Regions from separate parts of the Sus scrofa genome. Here region 1 is linked to region 2. A link is a contact called in public Hi-C data. All regions are on one chromosome and are shown on one strand. Each heading gives the region's core, a stretch centred on a gene start, on an enhancer-like site or on the middle of the called end of the contact. The rest is flanking DNA. Distances are from core to core; before and after follow the strand shown. Region 1 has its middle 210 kb from the start of RNF144B. Region 2 overlaps RNF144B (E3 ubiquitin-protein ligase RNF144B).

Region 1 (5,746 bases), core at 1,035-3,534, 170 kb after region 2:
TTCCATCGTTATGGTGTAATAATATCTATTCTAATCTTTCTAAGGATACTAGTTAGAATTTTACTTGAAAAACATTCACCACAGTTTACTTCTTTGGTGCTCTAGGCTTCTCTCAGATAATTGATGCTTCTTGGTTGTCTGTTCCTATTTAGATGAGGGAATTAAATGATCAGATATTCCAAGGGGTTCTGACAGTGGATATTAGATGAAGCAATAATTTCGGACTGGTAAGCTCGAGGTCTTTGTGGGAATGGACAATTAGTAGTGACTGTCATAAATTAGAAATAATGACAGACTTATAGTGGTAAATCATCATTCGGAAAATGATTTTGTTTTTCTGGTTAATAGATGTCATATGGTAATCTTTTCTCTAAGAAGTATAAGCCTTTGGTGGTCCTTGGGAGATCCTCAGGAAGTCTATCTGTACAGAAATTGTATGTAAAATTGGGTTTCATGTGTATTTGAAACCCTCTGAAAAGAGGTTTTCCATAATTTTTAGGAGGCCATGACACTAAAAAGATTAACAGTATTCAGTGGTAACATTTATCATTTAAATCTGATGGTTAGGGATTTCTGCATAATGGTGGAATTAGAAAGACGTATTCTTTTTGTTGGTTTTTTGGAAAAGGAAAAATTTTGTTTTCTCCTACAAGAGAAAAGAGGGTTTTCAGGTATAGTTGACATTTCTGAGCTTGGGGCTGAGGCATATTTCTCATTGAAAAGCCTAAGTCATTCATTACATGGAAGCCCAAAAGAGGATACTAATTAATTTCCAAAGTACATGGTGGCAGGATGAACATAAGCTGGTCTCTCCTGACCACCCAAGTGGCAAGCTACTCTGAATGCTTTTGCTTGTACCTTCGTTTTGGGTCCTGAACTAGCTAAATCAGGGTCTTCTAGAGGTTTGCTCTAAATAAGCTAGTGAGCATTTACCTATCCCTAAATAAGACCCACAGACCTGCCTGCCTAATTTTGGCAATCAAAGCTCCATGGCCACTAGCAAGTTTGCCTCTGCTTTGATCTGTGATGTGTATGACACTGTATTTTTTGGCTGCTCTAAAGCAGACTGCCAATTAGATCCAAATGTGTCCAAAAGCTTCAGAGAGGGTGGCCAAGTTTCCATTAGTGGTTACTATGGATTCATGCCTGCACTATTCTGTTCATTTAGAAATAGAAACCTGTTCTCCTCTTTAATCTTGGGATTGGAGGTAATGGTGGAATTGGGAAGAGAAAATCCCAGAACCTGACTAAAACTCTTGATATCTCTCAACTTTATTTTTAAAAATTAAAGTATAGTTTATTTACAATGTTGCGCCAATTTTTGCTATACCACAAAGTGACCCATTCATATATCTATGAATATATTACACGCACACACATTCCCTTTCTTATATTATCTTCCATCATGGTCTATCCCAAGAGACTGGATATAGTTCCCTGTGCTATATAGTAGGATCTCATTGCTTATCAATTCTAAATATAGTAGTTTGCATCTACTAACCTCAGACTCCTCGTCCATCCCACTGTGATGTCTCTCACCTTTATCTTTTATTTTTCCTTTAACAGAAGAAAACCTCAAAATGGTAGGAGGTGTGATTTTGTTGTTCAGATTAGGGTATGCTTTTTATCTTTTTAGCCGCAGAAGATTGAAGGAAAGAGAAAAGAAAGCTACATTTATTGGAAAACAGCCCTGTGCCTGCAACTGTGTTAGATATTTTCAGGTGTGACTACATTTGATTCTTTAACAATTCTAGAAAATTAGGAGTTAGCATTCTGCATACTGTTGAGGCAATCGTGTTCAGAGAAGATAAATGCACTCTTCTATATTGTATACGTTATAAATGGCAAAACAAATTCACACAGGTATCCGCTGAGTTCAATAGTCTGTGCTAGTTCTACTCAACAGTCATGTGAGTGACGATGGGGTTAATCCCTTTAGCATCTGAAAAGAGCTTAGGAGAACCTCCAGTGGAAAATGAAAATGGGGATATTTAGGCTAGAAGCTTACCTGTGGGTCACCATAAACCAATATAGAAAAAAATGAAACCAGGGACCTAATTTCTAGATTTTAGCTTTTTGTAACCATACTTAGAAATTGACTGGGTTTACTTTTCTTTTTTAGTCCTGTGTTTTGGTTTCTTGAAATCAGATTGTTGTTCTGAGAAGTAAACTATGCCAGGGGAAAGGATGGAGGAGAAAAAAAAATGAGAAAGAAACAACAAACCCCTACAAAACCCAAACCAAACCTCTCTTCTTTGCTAATGAGTCACATTGTCTGCACTTGGTTTTTCATTGACACCAGCTGGGATGGGTTTGCCCCTCTCTCAAGGAGAATTCTAATGATGACTCAACAGGGGTCTGCATCTCATTTGTAGTACCAGTGAATTCTGGAAACTCAAAATGAGTTTGAGTTTCCAATTAAGCATCCAATTGAATGTATGTTTAAAAACATTCTTTTCTTTCTCCCCCATGCTTTTTTTTGGGAGGAGTGTAATTTGATATTTGGGACTGTGTTACACAGAAGTTGGTGGAGTACACTTCACTATAGCTCTTCAGAAATGGGAGGTATATTGTAACGAAAGCTTTTATCTGTGGTGAATATCCTCGAGCAGAGTTTGGCGAACTTTTTCTGTCAAGTGCCAGATAGTAAATATTTGCAGGCCATATGATCTCTGTGCCAACTTCTCAATTCTGGTGTTGTAGTATGAAAGCAGCCATGAATAGCATGTAAACACTTAGGTGTAACTGTGTTTCAATAAAACTTTATTTACAAAAACAACCAGAGGAGCCACATTGGCTGTGAGCTGTAGTTTGCCATACCCTAGCCTGGGAGATGTCTCGCATTTTTCTATGTATATAATACCTACTACCAAACACAGAGTAAGTACTAAATAAATTTTGTTTTGTTTTGTTTTTAGTGACTAAATGCATATAGTAAGGAACTGCAGAACTCTTTCACTATGGTCTGAATTCATATGTTGAAATTAATATATTGGAAACCTAATGCCCAAGGTGATGGTATTAGAAGGTGGGGTCTTTGGAATGTGATTAGGTCATGAGGGTGGAGCCTTCATGAATGGGGTTAGTGCCCTTATAAAAGTGACCCCAGGGAGTTCCCACTGTGGCTCAGTGGGTTAAGAACCCAACTAGTATCCAGGAGAATGTGGGTTAGATCCCTGGCCTTGCTTCATGGGTTAAGGATCCAGTGTTGCCATGAGCTGCGGTGTAGGTCGCAGACATGGCTTGGATCCCGTGTTGCTGTGGCTCTGGCCTCGGCCAGTGGCTACAGCTCCAATTGGACCTCTAGCCTAGGAACCTCCATAAGGTGCAGGTGGAGCCCTAAAAAGACAAAAAAAAAAAAAAAAAAAAAAAAAGCAAGCTTCTTGACTGTATTGAATGCTGCATTTACTAAACTCCCTTGGTTTCATATTATTTTATCATGTGTTCTAAGGAAAGCTATTTCTTTTGAAGAGAATACTATTAATCTCTGCCATATCAGATAAGGTTTTCTGTGTTGTAAGAGATGGAAAACCCAATTCAAACAGGCCTAAACAATACAGGAAATTTGTTGGCTGATGAACTTGAAAAGAACAGACATAAAGCAGGCTTGACCTAGTCACTCCAGTTCCTATCTTCATTCTTAGATTTCACTCTGTGGGATAGCTCTTAAGGTTTTCTTGTTTGGGGATGATGGGGTGGGCAAAATGAACTTCTTAAAAGTTTGCTAACCTTGACTGATTTTGGAAACAAAGGTAAGAATGGACTAATGTGTCCTGGTTTGGGTGTGGGGAACACCAGGAAATTGGGCAAATCAGTCAAAGATTTGGTGGTCTTGAGAACTGGGAAAAAAAACAGAGAGTGGATTCATTCTAGGGAAAAGAGGAATATAGGAGCCCAGTAGGGATGCTGAGCCCAAAGCCACTTAGAGTCACTGAAGTCTAGGGGGAAGTTGGAATATAAGGGTAAATGAACAGGTAGGAAAGAACCAACTCCTGAAGCTGCCTGAAGGAGTCATCTCCAAGATGAATGGACACTGCTGAAGAATTTTGAGCAAGGGAGTGATGGAACTGGACTTGAACGTTGGAAAAATTCTTCTGGCAGCTTTGTGGAAGGAGGTTCACGGAGAGGCCAGAAGAAAAGCAATGAACCTAATACAATCAGCTGCATATAGCTTGGGAAAAGCAGAATGGAGAATAGAGGAAGGGCAAGAGAGCCACTTAGATAGAATAAACCCACTAGATATGGGGAGAAGTGAAGCAACCAGAATGACCTCTGGGCTTCTATTTCAGTAACAGAGCCCATAACAGAGCCCATGGTGGGGCCATAAACCACAGTGGATATGAATAAACATACCCCTGTGCCTTTGTTTTCGAGGATGTGTATGTGGGGTGGAGTGGGAGGTGGGGGTGGGGTCTAGGATGTGTTGTCCCCTAATAGAGGTGACAATCCCCAGATAGTATCTTAGTTGTGCAAGTCAGGCTGGGGTCTCTGCAAAGGTCTGAAACTAATCTAAAGCCTTGATTCCTCCCGCCTTGGAGAAGTGTGGTGCTCTGCCTGGATTGAATTCAGATGCAGTTGTAGAGCCCCTGGCTACTCAGCTTCTTCAAATAAGCCCTGGGTGGAATCACTAGCGGGGAACTGGCCTTTCTGCCTAATCTCAGGCTGCTCTTGAGAATGCAACAAACTCTAATCGTCCAAGCCACCTGGCCCTGAAAAGGAAAAAATGCCTTTCTTTTGCTTTTGTAAAGAGCCTGGCAGAGGAGTCACCATATGCAAATGCCTTAGGCATCCTGGTGGGGAAAGACAGGAGGGGGGCAGTCCAAGCCCTGCGTCCTTCTGTGACTCAGCCAGGCCTCACAAAGAGCATTCTCCAAACCTGCTAGGGTTGAAAGAGAGCTGAAAGGAACCTCGTCATTGTTCTGGCCGTGGGAACATATGTCAGAAAGCCGCTGCCAAAAGGTTCCCAGCATTGCTTCCCAGGCAACATCATGCGTTAAAGTGGGGGATTGTAGCAGCTGCGGGGCCAGCCTGCCAGTGACCAGAGGAAGGGTAGCTGCATGGAGAGAGCAGTGTGGGAAGTCCTGGTTTTGCAGGACACTGTTTCCTTCTTCAGAGTCTCAGCTCATCCTGCCTCCAAAGACCTGAATATTAGGAATTGTGGGCTGGAGACAAATTGAATATATGATTTAATCAAGATTGGTTCTGTAGTTAGAAAATGCTTTGAGATTATGGTAAAAAGGATTCTAAATTGAAAGGCAATGCCATTCTCTTCAGCAATCCAGGAAGCCTTTGAAAGCTCCAGTGTGAGTGAGTTGCTTTGCAGGTAAAACCAGTCTCTTAGTCATAGCTGAGGAGGTAATGGAGCACTATGCCAACTGCGGATGTGGCAGACAGAAGTATAGCTATGGATATTACAGAAGAAAGCTTTTCTTTCATTTTTATTTAAAAAAATATTTTTTTTAAGTCTGCACCCATGGCATATGGAAGTTCCTGGTCTAGGAGTTGAATTGGAACTGTAGCTGCTAGCCTGCAGCACAGCCACACCAACGCCAGATCCGAGCCAACTCTGTGTGACATACATCACAGCTCACGGTAATGCTGGGTCCTTAACCCACTGAGCGAGGCCAGGGATCAAATCTGCATCTTCACGAGCACAATGTTGGGTTCTTAACCCGCTGAACCATGACGGGAACTCTGAAATTTATTTTTATTAAAGAAGTATAGTTGATTTACAATGCTGTGCCAA
Region 2 (5,902 bases), core at 1,550-4,049:
TGTTAGGTATAACATTGCTTCTGGGCTACTTTTCCACATTATTTTTAAAAACTTTTTTACCACCTCTGAGACCTTTCCTTGTACTCCATACTTAGTCAAAAGTACTGCAAAAATGAACCTTTTCACAGAAAAGAAAATCATGGACTTGGAGAATAGACTTGTGGTTGCCAAGGGAGACGGGGAGGGAGTGGGGTGGTTGGGGAGCTTGGGGTTAATAGATGCAGACTATTGCCTTTGGAATGGATTAGCAAGGAGATCCTGCTGTGTAGCACTGGGAACTATGTCAAGTCACTTATAATGGAGCATGATAATGTGAGAAAAAAGGAATGTGTACATGTATGTGTAACTGGGTCACCACCACTGTACAGTAGGAAATTGACAGAACACTGTTAACCAGCTATAATGAAAAAAATAAAAATCATCATATATATATACATATATATATGTATATATATGCATACCCTGCTTTTATATCATGACATGTCCCTGAAAAACCTATATGTAACCAGAATCTTTGGAAAACAGAGATATTTCAAACAAATTCTTTGGAACATACAAGTTATCTCTTTTCAGCATGTGTATACCCCATGCACCTTTTTTACTCTTAAAAGAGAAAGCAAGAAGCACCCATAAAGGAATATTCTGTGTTCTGAGCAGAGAAGATTAGATGCTTTTCCTACTCATTCTACATCTTGCTCTGATGAAGGGAGGCATAACTTCTTTCAGCCCTGAAACAACTTTGTTCCAGCCTCACAGGTCCTCCCTGGTCCTAAAAACGCTGCTTCTGGCAACTCTGAAGTCTTAACGCAGTGAGAACCATCACAGCAAAAAGCTCCCTGCCTCAGACAGCCCATGAACAACTCAGGCCAAAGATGAAGACCTTTCTAGTTTCCCTTATGAAGCCTGGGGTCATGGTAGATGGAAATCATATGCAGGAACAGGCATGTAATATGTGCTTGATTCTATTGGCTCTGCAGATTCAATGTTAAAAGTCAACCGGGAATTCCTGAATGTCTCTTACCTCTTCTCAAGGAATAGCATCTTCAAGTTCTTTGAGTCTCTTCCTATCCGCAGGCTTCTGTATATTCACTTGTGAGTTTTCCCAAACGCATTTTCAGAAGAGCTCTTTTATTAGAATGGTTTGGGTAGAATGTCTTGTAATTTATTCTCTTAGTTCAAAATATGAAAGGTACCTAGGATGGGGTGGCGTGCTATCTGGATATTACTGTCGTTCTGTCAGAAGCCAGCCACCCCCCGTTCCTTTAATTTGCCCTGCTTTGTTGCCCTCCCTGTTCTTTGGCCTCTTCCCACAGAGTCTACTTTCTATTAGATGACAGTAATTGATAATCAGAGATGCTCATCTGAGTGAACTTGTTAACTAAAGAGCATGACATTGTCTCGGATAAAACAGACATTTTTCTGAAGACATTTAAGGAGAGTAAATAATGGTAAATGTCAGACTAGTGGGAGAAAATCCGCATGATATTTCTGGAGAAGGAATTCTGACTTCACCATTAGAAAGATCAGGGTTAAATCTTGACTCCTGGAGTTCCCGTCATGGCTCAGCGGTTAATGAATCTGACTAGCATCCACGAGGGCGCAGATGCGATCACCTGACCTCGCTCAGTGGGTTAAGGATCCAGTGTTGCCATGAGCTGTGGTGTAGGTTGCAGATGTGGCTTGGATCCTGCATTGCTGTGGCAGTGGCGTAAGCCAGCAGGTACACTTCCGATTAGACCTCTCGCCTGGGTGTGGCCTGAAAAAAGAAAAAAAGAAAAAAAAATTCTTGGCTCCTTAACCTCAGAGCAACTGACCTCTCTGAGACTTAGTTTTCTTATCTCAAAAACAAGGATGATATTTTCAACTGGCAGGGTTGTTGTTAGAATTAGGTGGGATAACAGATGGTAGACTGCTTAGCACATAGTAAGCTCTATGAATTAGCAGAAGTAATTGTGATATTTGGGACTGTTTTAGGCATCTCTGAAGCTTCATCCTATGTGTGCGCTTCTGTCTGGGTAGCTGATAGAAAGCTCTGGTTTTCCTTGGCCTTATTGGGAAAACTCTTTTAATAGTAAAAGGTATCACAAAGCTTGGGAATTATTAGTCTGGATGTTGGTTTTATTATTTGCTCCGTGTAGGTTGTTTTATTATTCTTAAATCATCTCCCTTTGAATTTACTGGCGTCTCTTCCAGCATGCATGATGCTGACCACTGAATAATTTGAAGGTTTAAGGGATAATGCATTCAGGCGAAGGCTAGAGCTTCTCTCCAAAAGGTCAGAGTTTGCCTCTTAAAGATGAGGGAGATTTTACATATAGTCACAATAAGGGTAAGAAAATATCTTTTTGGGGGAAGAGAATCTCTTATATTTACGTATACAGGGTCTGTGACTACCCCAGGAGAGGCACACCATTATGACGTGAATGTATGCTAAAATGATAAGCCTCAGGATTTTCAGTTTGGGAGGGAGAAAAAGGCTGTTACTTTGCCTCATGTGAAAAACTCCTATTGAAAGAGTCTAAAGCCTCTGATACGAGATCCTAGAAGGTTATCTGGCTTGTTTATTTAACCCATTAATCCAGTGTATTTAATTCTTTTCAGCTAGCGAGGAAAATTTTTATTTCCTTAAAAAAAGTAATTTTCATAATTACATGAAACACTTACACTCTGGTGTTTATTTTCAGTGAACGAATATGAGAGCTGGGAAAGCCATTTAAGTTGCCTATGTGTCAGTTTCTTTCTCTGTAAAATGAGGGAGTTGGACCCAGAGCTCAGGCCTCTTCTGTCCTCACAGGCTCTGATTTGTAATGCAAATTATAAGCCTGGAATGACTGTTGATCATCTGTCAGCCATTCTGCACCCTTTAAATGAAGGTCACTGGCCTCCAGAAGGTTGTATACTTTTAATAGTCCAAGGAAACAAGTGATTTAAACTTTTATAAATGAGAAAAAAAGGCAGCAAGAGAGTTTTGACTTTGCACTGTCCCCTCTGCCCCTCCTTATCAACTAGCAAGTCAGTGCTGCTTCTTTGAAGTTAAATGCTTGTTTCCATTGAGTTTTCTGGATGGCTTGTCAGGATTGTTGTGCTTTGCTCTGATACAGTATGTGACATTAAAAACTTCCCCCCTGCCCCTGGAAATTTTTAAACTGTGCCCACTGGCAGCCATTCTGCATTATTTTCTGTAAATTTTGTTGCAGAATTGCTTCATAAAGCTTAAAAATGCAAAGCTCAAGGAAGCTGGCATACATTTTTAAAGTGACCTTTTGAGTTCATACTTTCTGCTAAATTTGATTTTCTCTTCTATTCTTTTTCAATTTTCCTAACTTGTACTGGCTATTTTGGTGGGAACTCAAACACCTGTTATGTTATTCCTTCCTAGAGTTTACATTTAGTTACCATATATGCTACATTTTAACAGTTTACCAAGTGCTTCACTCCTATTTAAAGGCATTTAATCCTCACTTAAACCAATGTAAGTCTCATAACAAGTTTATAAAGTTAAGCAACTGTGATAATTATCAACTCTTTATAGACTAGGAAACTTGGGGAAGTTGGCCACATCGGCATGAAAATGTGTGGTCTGAATTCAACCTCCATAGTTTTTTTCACTTCACCCACTCAGTTCAAATCAGCAAGCCTGCCATCATACCTTTCAAACATTTTCAAAAGAGGAACCCCAAAGAATGAATTTATAGGTAGACTTATATTGACTGGCACACTTCAATGATTTTCTCTCTCTCTTAAAATACACTATGTCCAGGAGTTCCTCTGGTGGCTCAGTGGTTAACAGACCTGACTAGGATTCATGAGGATGTAAGTTTGATCCCTGACCTCACTCAGTGGGTTAAGGAACTGGCATTGCTGTGGGCTGTGGTGTAGGTCACAGATGCGGCTCGGATCTGGCGTTGCTGTGGCTGTGGTGTAGGCCGGCAGCTGTAGCTCCAATTCGACCCCTAGCTTGGGAATTTCCACATGCTGAGGGTGTGGTCCTGAAAAGACAAAAGACTATATATATATATTTTTTTTTTTGGTATAAAAATGTATATTTTGTCATATATATTATGTATAGTGTATATACTAGTATATAGTATATATGCTATGTCAGTTACTCCCTCTTCTTTGCTAAAGCTGGTCCTGTAAAATAAATACTGTATATATATTTCAGCTGTGTCTGCGACCTACACCACAGCTCATGGCAACACTGGATCCTTAACCCACTGAGTGAGGCCAGGGATCTGAACCCACATCCTCATGGGTACTAGCTGGGTTTGTTATGCTAAGCCATAAGGGCGACTCCAGGGAGCTGACAGTTTAAGAGACTGAGGTGGGGAGACAGACGATAAAGCAGATAAGTAAAAACATAATATGTCATCAGATGGGGATATAGTCTCCGAAGAAAAATAAAGGGATTCTGGTTTTTAAAAGAGTGTGATTGAGAAGATGGCATTTAAGTGTGGTCCTGAAGGAGGCAGGCAAGGGTGGAGCCTCTGGATAAATGGAAGAGGAAGGTCCTGGTGGGAAAACAGCAAGTGCAAAAGCCCTGAGGTGGACATTCCTGTATAGTCATTAAAACCCATATAAGTGGAGAAACAGAACTACAGCAATGATTGTGTTAGAAACTTCAGCCTGTAGTACACAGGCTCTGGGATGGACCTTTGTGTAATTCTGCGATTTTATGATGCTTTTAGTGCTAAATAGTGAAAATGATACTCATCCTCAACTCCTTACATAAAAGGTAGGATTATTGCTCAGTTTGTCAACTCTTGTAGCACTTTCAGCTTTCAAAAAACTTTTTGGAATATATATATATATATATATTTATATTTTTGTCTTTTTGCCTTTTCTGGGGCCGCTCCTGCGACATGTGGAGGTTCCCAGGCTAGGGGTCTAATCGGAGCTGTAGCTGCCGGCCTACGCCAGAGCCACAGCAATGGGGGATCCAAGCTGCGTCTGCAACCTATACCACAACTCACGGCAATGCCAGATCCTTAACCCATTGAGCAAGGCCAGGGATCGAACCTGCAACCTCATGGTTCCTAGTCGGATTCGTTAACCACTGAGCCACAACGGGAACTCCCTGGAGTATATATTTTTTGAATAGGAAACAGATTCTTAAAGCATAAAGTTCCAAGGATATACAAGGTCGTATATGTTAAAACTACCCCTCTGTATCCTAGACACTCAGTTCTTCTGGGAGGGGGATGTTACCCCTTTTTCTGTGCCTGGAGACAGTCTAGAGCCAGAGAAGCAAACAACAGCAGAGGAAGAGGGCATCAGCTTTGGAGCCAGACTGCATGCATTTTAGTCCTGGTGTTGGTCCTCGCTACCCAGTGTGACCTGGGCCCGGTAGCTAAATGTCCAGATGCCTCCATTCCCTCACCTGCAGAATGGAGAGAACCGTCATAGGGTTGTTGTGAGAATTAAATGAAATTACATGTGTATATAACATGTAAATATGGAAAATACTACCTTTATTTTTAAAAATTTAGCATAGTTGGAGTTCCGTCGTGGCGCAGTGCAAACAAATCTGAGTAGGAACCATGAGGTCGAAGGTTCAATCCCTGGCTTTGCTCAGTGGGTTAAGGATCCGGTGTTGCTGTGGCTGTGGTGTAGGCTGGCAGCTGCAGCTCTCATTGGACCCCTAACCTGGGAACCTCCATTTGTTGTGGGCGTGGCCCTAAACAACAACAACAAAAAAAACCCCAAAAAAACAAAAAAGAATTTAGCATAGTTTCTAGCAAAACTAAATACTCAATAAATATTAGCTGTCATTGAACTAATCTCATAGGAAGCTTTTAAGGTATCTCATTGTACAGATGAGGAAAAATGAGTCTTAGAAAGTTCAAGCAATTTCCTAGGAAACCAGGCTAGTTAGGTGAAGTCTCAGTGACGCTCAGTCACA

What was found. A called contact is a pair of places that touch in the nucleus more often than the background predicts.
Region 1: a Hi-C map of epiblast stem cells shows a contact between it and region 2, with 1.7 times the contacts expected there. The contact joins two enhancer-like sites. A contact is called at or near these places in 2 of 5 promoter capture datasets (fetal liver and liver), 28 of 47 Hi-C or Micro-C datasets (adipose tissue, alveolar macrophages, blood and 16 more) and 2 of 2 datasets of contacts at active chromatin or transcription factors (alveolar macrophages and skeletal muscle).

Annotation. Positions count from the first base shown.
Region 1 is chr7:14,151,522-14,157,267 of Sscrofa11.1, forward strand. No RefSeq gene overlaps it. Among named protein-coding and RNA genes, the nearest start is that of RNF144B, 210 kb to the left of the region's middle. Within about 2 kb of position 2,285, at least 2 of the 83 cell types and tissues checked have an H3K27ac peak or open chromatin away from gene starts, as enhancers often do. A contact at or near this core is called in epiblast stem cells, where this site is marked.
Region 2 is chr7:13,984,727-13,990,628 of Sscrofa11.1, forward strand. The region is part of intron 1 of RNF144B (E3 ubiquitin-protein ligase RNF144B); the gene reads left to right. Among named protein-coding and RNA genes, the nearest start is that of RNF144B, 42 kb to the left of the region's middle. Within about 2 kb of position 2,800, at least 4 of the 83 cell types and tissues checked have an H3K27ac peak or open chromatin away from gene starts, as enhancers often do. A contact at or near this core is called in epiblast stem cells, where this site is marked.